Linked DNA regions of Zea mays: regions 2 and 3 are each linked to region 1. Evidence: chromatin contacts called from public Hi-C data. All regions are on one chromosome and are shown on one strand. The core of a region is the stretch at or near the end of the contact, and the rest is flanking DNA. Distances in the headings are between cores, read along the strand shown. Region 1 has its middle 130 kb from the start of LOC100275162. Region 2 overlaps LOC100282213 (ORM1-like protein 2). Region 3 holds the start of LOC100275168.

Region 1 (3,542 bases), core at 503-3,002:
TACTCGTGCTTTGAGCCCTCCCAGCCCATACACGATGATCTGCCCCCATAGGTTAGTCCATCTCGTGTGCACACAACCAGGGAAACTAGCGAGTGACCTTTTTTAACCTCAGCTTGAAATTCGCTCCACTGGGATTCGAACTCAGGACCTGAGGATTGCTACTCAGGCCACCTAACCAACACAGCTAGAGGCCCTTTCGCGTTGTACGCATAATTCTTGAGTCGCCTTTTATTGGCTCATCTTTGTGTCCATTATAATCACACTTCTTTATATTTTCTTTTGCAGGCTTTGCATTGTATTTTTGGCATTTGATGTTTTTTTGTTGTCTTCTGTGTGGTTTTGGCCTGCATCATTGGTATTGCTGTTTGTTGCTGCCTTCCTTGTATCATAGCAATTTTATATGCATTGTCGGATCAGGTACATTTTCTCAAATATATGTTGATAGAAGTTGTCATAACTTTGTTTTTTTTCCTACGTATTATGTGTAAATTGGTTTACTAGTTTCACTATCTACTTTTGTGGCATAACCTTACGTAGTTTATCTCTTATTGTACAAGCTTCAGTGTGACACAGTGGTCGGCAGATAAATCTTGTAAAGGTTCTTCAATTCAAGCTGGTTAGGCCGTGTATTCACTATACATGAGGAATATTACTACATTAGTAACATTTTTGAATGGTTGCTAAAGTATCAGGTCTAAGCATAGCTAATTAATCATCAGGCAAGGCTGGTAAACATCTAATTACCAATTACTCGGTCTGTTTTTACATGTTCTGGTCATTGTAAAATTTCCAAAACTCGTGTATTCTGCCAATCATGAAATTGAAATTGTGAGTAAATCACGTTACTGCTATGCTGTTGAATTGTCAATTGCACCTGCAAAATTTCTCAATTTAAATATTGATTAATTATGCATGCTTAAACAATTTTGATGATTGAAACCAATGTTTAGTGGAAATGAAAAATATCTAGCACTGCCACCTATTTTGGCTCATCCAAGTTGGAGACGTGGACATGTTCTCAGTAGGAAAATTAGCTCAGCTCATTAGCATTATCTTTTTAACCCTATATGAGTAGACCGTATAAACACTGGAAGCCCAATCACCAATTTACCACATATACTCTAGCCTGTTGTGATTCTGACTTATTGAATACTACTTTACGTTTTCTGAACTTTCCTGTTCCAATCTGGTTTTCAACACATGGTGTATATAGCAAGCCCAACTTGCTTGGGACTAAAAAGCTTTGTTGCTGTTGTTGGTGTATATAGCAAGCTTTGAGAACTTCCAATGTATGAGCAAGTTGTAAACTATGTTTTCGAGTCTAGTTGTATAGCTACCGATTAGTCGAGTAGTCGCGATTAGTTGTCGACCAGACCGACTAATCGAGCCTAATGCAAGCAAAGCAGAGCATCAAGAAGCATACTAACCATCTCAAGACAACCTCATCTTTTCGGCGCTTGATACCAGCGGATACACAAGAGCTAGGCCTGGACGACGAACCTTGAAGATGGCGAGTGTTGCCTGGGGCGGCAACAGCGCAGAACGGGCGGCCGCCTAGAATTTGTGGGCGACACTGTAGTTGTGTGGTAGCAGGGCGGTTGCCTGGAACTGGATCTTGTGGGCGGCAGCGGTACTGCGGCAGCACGGCCAGCCGCCTAGAACTTGTAGATGGCACTGCAGCTGTGTGGCAGCACGGGCGGCTCTATGCGATGCGTTCTTGTGCGGCTGTAGCTTACTGTCTAGTTTGGCAACCCTAAAAGGCCACAATAGCAGCCCATGAGCCCACAGATGGACGACTAGAATTCTGGTCGGTCTGGTCGTCCCACAACTGCAACACCCATTAATCTCAAAAGCCCATCTAAAAACACATGTCCAATCTGGTCGTCCCACACCAAACCCGACGACTAACCGTGATTAGTTGTCAACTAACCGGACGACTAGAATTCTGTTCGGTCTAATCGCTTCGGTGGTTATAGTTGGGTTCAGGTTAACGATTAGTCCGCGCAATTAGTCGGATGACTTGAAAACACTGGTTGTAGATACTGCTGTGCTAGGTTTACCGTGATGAGTGACATGGTAAAATTACATGCTTTTCTTTGTTTAAATTTACTTTCTTTGTTTTGTTTTTCTTGTAGATCATGTGTTCTGTTTTGTTGCTTCTCTTTCTTTATACCTTCTATTGCACATTTAGTTTGTTTGAGAAAATAATGCACATTTAATTTGTAAGCATGATTTTAATCTTCTGATCATCTGACTGAAAACATGAGGGAGCATCTGAAGATGACATTCATCAAATTCCAAAATACAAATTTCGGAAGATGGAAGAGCCAGAAAAGCGACCTAGTAGTGTGCCTGGATCTTCTGGTGGAATTATGATAGAATGTGGCACAAATCAACCTATTGAAAAAGTACTTGCAGCTGAAGACGTGGTAAATTCTCTAGTTCTTGATTCTTTAACTTATTGCATTAGGGAGACTGCGGTTCAGAATTTTTTGTTGGAATGAAAGAAAGTTTCATAAAATAGATTTGACAAATTATTTATATAGGTGGCGCGTTAGATCAAGTAAAAAAGCATTGGAATGGAGAAGGAATGTCTGAAAGAACTGATAGTAGCTAATTATTTGTTATTATTTGTACATATTCATGGCCAAAACTGTAGTTATCAACTCTGATGTACGTTAGATCTTCCTGGCAAACTTTGTTCCGACTTCTCTTAATTCTGATGGCCTTGTTCAGGTGTATGTTGCTTCGAACAGTATTCATTCTAGCGTCAATGAATTTGTTGCTCTTTGTCTATGTGCAGGAGTGCTGTATTTGCCTTTCGGCTTATGATGGTGCAGAGCCTCGTGAACTTCCTTCTGGCCACCATTTTCATTGGGTTTGCATCGATAAATGGTTGCACATCAATGCCACATGCCCCCTATGCAAGTACAATGTTCGGAAAAACACTAGCAGAAGTGGCAGTGAAGAAGTATAAATCTCTGTGGGAATCTTGAGAATTTCTACCCAACAGTTCTGGCTTCTCGCTGGTATATTTTTTATCCCAGAATCCCACGAATGTGCATTCGTATATGTGCTAATATAATTAAGAAAACGATCCACATAAATTCTTGTATTCTTAATTTGGTCATAGTGATAATTATGTGTCAACTTTGCTCGTGCAGTAGTTTTCGTTGTGTACTTGTGTTTATATTCCTTATAGAACATTTGTGGACGTGTTTTAGAATTTCTGTAGAGCAGCATCCTGCCCAGTACTTTTTTGCGCAGTCTAATGTTTTGTAATAACCATACTAGCAACACGGGCTTTTGCTCCATTCGTTCGTCTGGCCAATGAAGGTAAAAAGCAAGTTACTGAAGTAGTTGAGTTGTAGGCATGTAGCCGAATATATATATGCATCATGTTTACTGCGGTGTAATGCAGGCTGACCATATCGTAGTTCGCACTAGTCTCTATGCTGATGATGCTAGGCTTTTCTTAAAACCCATGACTCCGGATGTGAGAAATGTACAATAATTCCTGATACACTCCGGCAAGGTATCGG
Region 2 (3,542 bases), core at 714-3,213, 150 kb after region 1:
AGGACTGGCGTGCATGAACATGTGCCGGTGCTTGGCACTGCTCTCCATGTAAGCATGTTCGCCGTCGTGGTAACAGATAACCGGAACAGTACAATCATGGAACCTCGAGAGCCAGCTGCTATTGTGCAGCTGAACGCCATTACTCGCTGCGCAGTTTGTGCTGGAAAGTTCCACTAGCTAAATTCTCGAACATATAGGGGGCGTTTGGTATGAAGAGTTAATCTATTTTATAGAGGAGATGGTGCATTACAAGTCAATTTCATAAATTTAGTAGAATAAACTTATTTATCATATTATTACTAATTAGTAGACTACGAGAAATGAAATAGTGATAGATCAACTTATTACATTTAACAACCCAAACAAGAATGTGAGAACTGATAAGACGATGAAATACCTTATTTCTCGAACCAAACACGCTAACTCGTTCGCTTGGTCTAGAATCGATGCTTCGGTCACGCTGCAAACGATCCGGCGCGTTCGTGTCTGGCTTCGGAGAAAAAACGGCAAATGCAGTGAGGCACACTCTTTGCCAAAAAAGATTCATGTGCGTTGTTAGACTGTAATTACAGGATCAGATCAGACCAACTCGGCAGCTGATGGGGAGCATGCCATGTACAGTAGTTTACTGTGCTAGGGGGGAAAAGAACGGTCGAGGCAAGTATATATCCCAGTCTCGGTGAAACGCGTGTCAGAAGGGGTGGGGGTGCGGGTGCAGGGAATCGCGGGGGATGGCAATGTTTTCACCGTCATCCGCACTCGCGGAGACAACGCAATCCCGGCGGACCCCGGCCGGCAAGCGGAAAAGCTCTTCCATTCACCTAGCTCTGCCGGCCGGGCAATGTCATAGCATGGCCATGGGTGATCGGTGAAGCAAAAACGAATAGATTTTGGTAGCGACGGGCTGACCGGCTGACACGGCTGAGAAGCGTGAACCAGCAGCCGGCCGGGCAATGTCATAGCATGGCCATGGGTGATCGGTGAAGCAAAAACGAATAGATTTTGGTAGCGACGGGCTGACCGGCTGACACGGCTGAGAAGCGTGAACCAGCAGCCGGCCGGGCTCAAAGACGGTACTGTACACGACAGCGAAACTGTCTGGGGCTCACCGTATGTATGTTCAGTTCCTTCCACACGAGTATGAGATGGATAGCCAAGCCATGTTATTTCGATTCCGTCTTGGTGTCATGTCCCGATGGCCGTCGCTTGGCAGACAGACACCGTGGTGGAGGCCGCCGAAACAGCAGTCCGTACAGCGGACGACCAAGGTCCGCGGCGCACCACCTGTTGCAGGTGCCGGCCGGGTGTCTGCGTGCGACTTGGATGCTGCGCAGTGGGTGTTGCTGTTACCGCGTGGCGTGCGTCACTCTGCTCGACTTTTCAACTGGGAGGAAGCTGCCTTCTGATGGTAACTGACTAACTGGTGACTTGCAGGTAGATGTAATATTTGGTAACCTTTACCCTCAGCAAAAGAGTTTTACTTTTACCGCGAAGGCGTGAACTTGTTATCCTTCAGCACGAGTAAAAGACGATAATCACAATGCCACAATTGACAGACTAGCCCCAAGGAATTGTAGTGTCACAAACAATTCCGAGTAGATCCTCGTGACACACGATTACGAACCTAGCTCATTTTCAGACGATCGGTTGTCAATGTGAGGAAAGCAAACAGTTTTCCCACCAAGAAACCAACGTATACCTGACGGCCAGTGCAGAAACTGTTTGTAATAATTTTGCCCCTCAATCCATCACCACCTGCCCCTGCCATACGCGCAGCCAGTACTGTGGAGCTATTTTGGTACTAGTATTATGGTAGCTGAGGAAACATTGCTCTGCAAGAATGATACTATACATACATATATAGCAACTGACAGATGCTCGCAACAAACCATATAGCAACATTAAGGGTGTACAGAATCTGTGCACATCAGATGTACAGCAGCGACATGTCCAGTCCAGCCTCTGAGCATCTCTCTATACAACGACCAAGGCCCATCTGCTAACAACTTTTAAACTATGGTACTCTGATGAATGAGCCCAACTAAAGCACTAGAAGGGGAACATACAGACCGTTCTGAAAAAGCATATAGGTAAAATGTCTGGTGAAGGATGACGCTGTTTAGCTCTCAGCATTTATTCCAAAAATCCTGACCTTGTGCATATTCGGTAGTTTGGCGACCACAAGCACGCTGACGGCAAGGGTATTGAGGAAGAGCATAGGTTGTTGGTAGTCTGTGGTGTGCAAAGCTATCAGATACCTGGTAAGGAAATATGGGGGGAATGCAAGCTACAGTTAGTAACAAAAACACTAGATAAAAAAAAAAAGAAACACATGGCTGATAGTATCTTTCTGCGAATAATGGATAAAAATAGTGTGATTCTGCGTTACATTACTCATTGCATTAGCATATAATAGTAGTAACGAATCAAGCATGAAGAGTAGTTAACTTTTTGTTAGGATTAGCTATAGTCTATCATGCATGTTCACTATATATCATGTGAACCTGATGGAGTGCTTGAAAAGATTAGCGACAGGAGAATGCACAAGTCACATGAAAGATCAGTCTATATTAATGGCACCACAGCTCTACAACTATAACAGAATCAGCATAATGAACAGTCAGCAACGTGTACAAGCTGACAAATATCTGTCAAAACTACAGCAGCATTGAACTATTGTGAACACCATTATGCTATGCAAATGCAGGTAAAGCATTCAATTGTACACATTATACCCTAGACAAACTCCAATGTCCGTTGCTACACAACTAGAAAAGGTGCTCTACCACCTACATGGCAACATTCAAGATTTATCCCACATTCCCACTAAAAATGTCTTTTATAATAACGCTTATTCTAAGACAGCTAAGGCTGTCTCCAGCAGCTATCGTATCCCATCCCCTATTTCAAACTTCACTCTGCAAACAGTGTAATTTACAGTGCAAATCCTCTATTTTACACGATCTGCAGCAAACAGCCTAAGCTAACTATAGCTTATTGTTAATGCTACACATGAAGTGTTTTTTCTCAGTTCATCTTGTTGTTTTCTTGACAGTGAAAGAAAGAAAGGTCGGATGTGTTCATCCTTGTAACAGATCCAGTGAGTGGTCCCAGAATACTAACAGGTCCTAGAATGACATAAACAACTTACATAGCCTACTATAGAGACATGAGACATTACAAGAAGCAAAAAAGCAAGTTTCCACAAATTGAACATTACTCAGAAGAGAGACAGCAAATTTCTCCAGTGAACTATGGCCAGGAACAACACAGTGAACTGTGGCTATGGACAACCAAATTCAGAGCAGAGTAAACAACATGAAATTGGACACTAGGCCTTCAACATTCAACAAGCGTGGCTGCTACACAAAGAGAAGTAGTAAACATTTGATTGCTTACACTATCATATACTCCCTCCGTCCAAAAAGTCCTGATCGTCCAAGCAATATAAAATCTTCGAGGAATCCACATCGTTTAAGCTAGGGACCACAGTTTGCACCTCATCCCAGACGTTCACGGCTCCTCGTTTGCTTTGCTTCATT
Region 3 (3,542 bases), core at 774-3,273, 130 kb after region 1:
CATGCAATAAGCCACCCTCTAGCTAGCTCCCGGCCTGCTGTGTCACTCGGATAGCCCGGACACACATCGTGTTTGAGCAAACAAATTTGAAGTTCACTGGTCATTGGAGAAGTGCGACTGCCGACTGTGTATATGTTAACTTCGCACATACAATATTTCAAGTTACTGAAAAAAAAAATAAGCAGCTTGATTGATCGGCTGCATTCATTTGGCAGAATGCAGCAGCTGCTGTGTGGTTCCATGTAAACACTATTAATCTACAGCTACTACAGTGCCTTTTAGTTTAGATTTGTGCGGTATCAGCCTTGTTGCCTCATAAGTACAACCAAGCGAGGCCAAAGTGTGCAGTTATTTCTGGACGGACCGAAAAAAAAACTAGAAGTAAATACGTGTACACATATATATAGATCTACACAAACATCGCGACGAGGACAAGAATGATAGGCTGTATTAGGTAGGTTTTATAGATATATTCAAGGCTCAAGTGACCGCGGGCGTCGTTCGATCGATCATGAGTCCATCGTTCTTGAATTCAGAAACCAGGATGTGTTTAATTAAAGCACTAAAACCACACCCCCGGTTAGTTGCTCGCACGTGGCACGGTTCCCTACGCACGTGCGAGGCCCCATCATGCCAAGGGCTGCGCGCGCGGCTGGCTGCTGTCACCGACTGGTTTTTTCTGTAGCTCCCTCCGGACCCGGCCCAAAAAAAAATCGCTACGTACACGGACAAAGCTAGCACGCTTGGAAAAGCGTTACATGGACGAAATTTTTTGACGCGTTTCCGAAAACTGCCGGGGCACCGATTTCGGTTGCTCTTCCTCCTCGCTTCGCTTCGCTCCAGCACCAGCAGCAGCAGCAGCCTCCAGCGAGCGAGCCTAGCTAGACGCATAAAAATATTGCGAGAAAAAGAATCGCACTATCTCGTCTCATGACATATGAAGGAGAAGACTAGAGAAGGGGGCCGGGGAGCAATTCCACTACACAGGACATTCCTCCTCCCTCGCCCGTCCCATCCAGCTCCAGTACGCTCCTCCTCCTCCTTCCTCCTGCGCCTCGTCCTCGTCCTCGTCGTCGTAGTCGTCCTCAGCTCGTACGTCTTCTTCCTCGCCCCTCGGAGGCAACAACCACCACACGGGAGAACCGCTGGCGAGGAGCGGAATTGGGATCCTTGCATGCATGGATGCGGCGCAGTGGCATCAGGTAAGCTATAATCTGCACAGCACAGCCGTCTCGATCGAACCAGGCGCTATATAGCTGCAACCGTGCACATCGGGGGCTATGCGTACGAGATCTCTCACCTGCCGGCTTGGATCTTGGTGGTCTTGTTCTCCGCCTCTCCCTGGCCTGCGCCTTGGTCCTGGAGCTCTTGCTTTCTTATAGGAGTATGTATGTGGGTGTGAGCACGATGATCTATCTGCCTCGCCGCGGCAGGCTTTCTTGTTCTTGGATACCGCCATGGCGAACCTTTTATTCTTTGCGTAGATCTAGGCGAGTATCGTCACCTCCTCTCTGTGTGCGTGCCGTCTCTTCTCCATTGGCTTTGAGCTGGGGGGACTCCGGGGCCTTTAATTCCCCCTTGTCTCCTCCTTTTAATCCTTGAAAGGAGCACACGGCCGCCTTTATCTTCCTTTGTGTTCCTGCCTTTCTTTCTATCTTATCCCCCCTTTCCAAGCTCTCATCTCCTTTATCCCTCCTTTTCTTTCTCGTATGGAGAGGAGCTTTACCCTCCCTCTCCCACACCTTGCATCAAAAGAGCAGCCATGTCTTGGGTGATGGAGTGAGTAGAAGTGCTACGCCACAGATGCAACCCTACAAGAGCACAAGCAAAGTTGAGTTTATGTGGTGCGCTGCGATGTTTCTCTCTCATCTTTTCCTTGTTTTTTTTCACCTTTTTATTTGCCTTTTCCCATTCTCTTTAATCTCGCCTTTGTATCCATGTGCTTGGTTCTTTGTTGCACTGCACTGCAGTTGTTGCACCATAAGAATCCAAAGTCCTCCACGCTCATACCCCCTCTGATATGTGCTTGCTATATCCATCTCTTCAATCTCCCATACATACTACATGTTCTTGCTTCGTAGTAGTTGTCAGTTACCTTAACAATCATCATTCAGGTTTGCAGTGGTATCATCTAACGATGAGCAATATGTGTCCATCACCAGGGGCTAGGGCTAGGGAAGCCCATGGAGGAGATGCTCATGGCTGGAAACGCAAATCTAAACCAGAATCCAAACCCACCGCCGGCTGCGCCCTCGGCTCCCGGCGCCCAGAGGGCAGGCGCTCCCGCCGCGGTTGCGGCAGCGCCGCCTAGCGCTGGCGCGACCGGAGGAGCGGGGCCGGAGCGGCGGGCGCGGCCGCAGAAGGAGAAGGCGCTCAACTGCCCGCGGTGCAACTCCACCAATACCAAGTTCTGCTATTACAACAACTATAGCCTCCAGCAGCCGCGCTACTTCTGCAAGACGTGCCGTCGCTACTGGACCGAGGGCGGCTCGCTCCGCAACGTTCCGGTGGGCGGCGGCTCCAGGAAGAACAAGCGCTCGTCCTCGGCCGTGTCGTCGGCGGCTGCGGCCGCCGCCGCCTCCACCTCCGCGGCTATGTCTGGCACGGTCCCCGTGGGGCTCGCGGCCAAGAACCCCAAGTTGATGCACGAGGGCGCGCACGACCTCAACCTGGCGTTCCCTCACCACAACGGCCGCGCTCTGCAGCCACCGGAGTTCCCGGCGTTCCCGAGCCTGGAGAGCAGCAGCGTGTGCAACCCCGGAGCTGCCATGCTGGGCAACGGCGCCGCCGGCAGGGGCATGGGCGCGCTCTCGGGTTTGGAGCTGCTGAGGAGCACGGGCTGCTACGTCCCACTGCAGCACTTTCAGCTAGGGATGCCCGCGGAGTACGCAGCCGCGGGATTCTCGCTGGGCGAGTTCCGCGTTCCGCCGCCGCCGCAGTCTCAGAGTGTGTTCGGGTTCTCCCTGGACACGCACGGCACGGGGGGAGTTGGCGGCGCCGGGGGTTACAGTGCCGGGCTGCAGGAGAGCGCGGCTGGCAGGATGCTCTTCCCCTTCGAGGACTTGAAGCCGGCAGTGAGCGCTGCTGGCGGCGGCGCGAGCAACGGAGCTGATCATCATCACTACGAGCACAGCAAAGATCAAGCAGCAGGCGACGGCGGCGGAGCCAGCGGCGTCACCGGCGGCCACGAGGCTCCAGCAGGATTCTGGAGCAATAGCATGATCGGGAATGGCAGCAGCAATGGTGGCGGAGGCTCTTGGTAAATGGTAAGGCGGCGCGCCATGCATGGCTCATGCACGCGCCGTTGTCAGCATGCGGAGATAGGGGGGTAGAGACAAGGATCGGAGTTAATAAGAGGGTGGAGGTGATTAGTGTTCACATATGGCGTTTGATCTCTCTGGTTGTTTGCCTTCTCTTTTTATTTTCGGTTCTTGGTGTTCGTGTGTGTCAATCGACTTGGGGGCTAACACAGCAGGATATACAGATTGTTAAGGCGGTGAACCGATTATTTACAGCTTCTCTTAGCCAATCCATCTCTCGTT

What was found. A called contact is a pair of places that touch in the nucleus more often than the background predicts.
Region 2: a Hi-C map of tassel shows a contact between it and region 1, with 2.3 times the contacts expected there. The contact joins two enhancer-like sites. A contact is called at or near these places in 3 of 25 Hi-C or Micro-C datasets (ear, endosperm and tassel).
Region 3: a contact with region 1 is called in a Hi-C map of bundle sheath, with 5 times the contacts expected there. The contact joins the promoter of LOC100275168 here to the enhancer-like site in region 1. A contact is called at or near these places in 4 of 25 Hi-C or Micro-C datasets (bundle sheath, ear, leaf and 1 more).

Annotation. Positions count from the first base shown.
Region 1 is chr5:199,247,626-199,251,167 of Zm-B73-REFERENCE-NAM-5.0, reverse strand. It overlaps the pseudogene LOC103627536. Among protein-coding and RNA genes, the nearest start is that of LOC100275162, 130 kb to the right of the region's middle. Within about 2 kb of position 1,752, at least 18 of the 20 cell types and tissues checked have an H3K27ac peak or open chromatin away from gene starts, as enhancers often do. A contact at or near this core is called in bundle sheath, ear, leaf and 2 more, where this site is marked.
Region 2 is chr5:199,101,617-199,105,158 of Zm-B73-REFERENCE-NAM-5.0, reverse strand. It overlaps LOC100282213 (ORM1-like protein 2), which reads right to left. Exons shown (of 3, transcript NM_001155125.2): 3 at 1,836-2,258. The coding sequence ends at 2,120. Among protein-coding and RNA genes, the nearest start is that of LOC100282213, 9.7 kb to the right of the region's middle. Within about 2 kb of position 1,963, at least 16 of the 20 cell types and tissues checked have an H3K27ac peak or open chromatin away from gene starts, as enhancers often do. A contact at or near this core is called in ear and tassel, where this site is marked.
Region 3 is chr5:199,119,595-199,123,136 of Zm-B73-REFERENCE-NAM-5.0, reverse strand. It overlaps LOC100275168, which reads left to right and starts at 2,023. Exons shown (of 1, transcript NM_001149322.1): 1 at 2,023-3,542. The coding sequence starts at 2,184. The coding sequence ends at 3,263. LOC100275162 (a long non-coding RNA gene) reads right to left here and starts at 1,778. Exons shown (of 2, transcript XR_553688.4): 1 at 1,301-1,778; 2 at 706-1,214.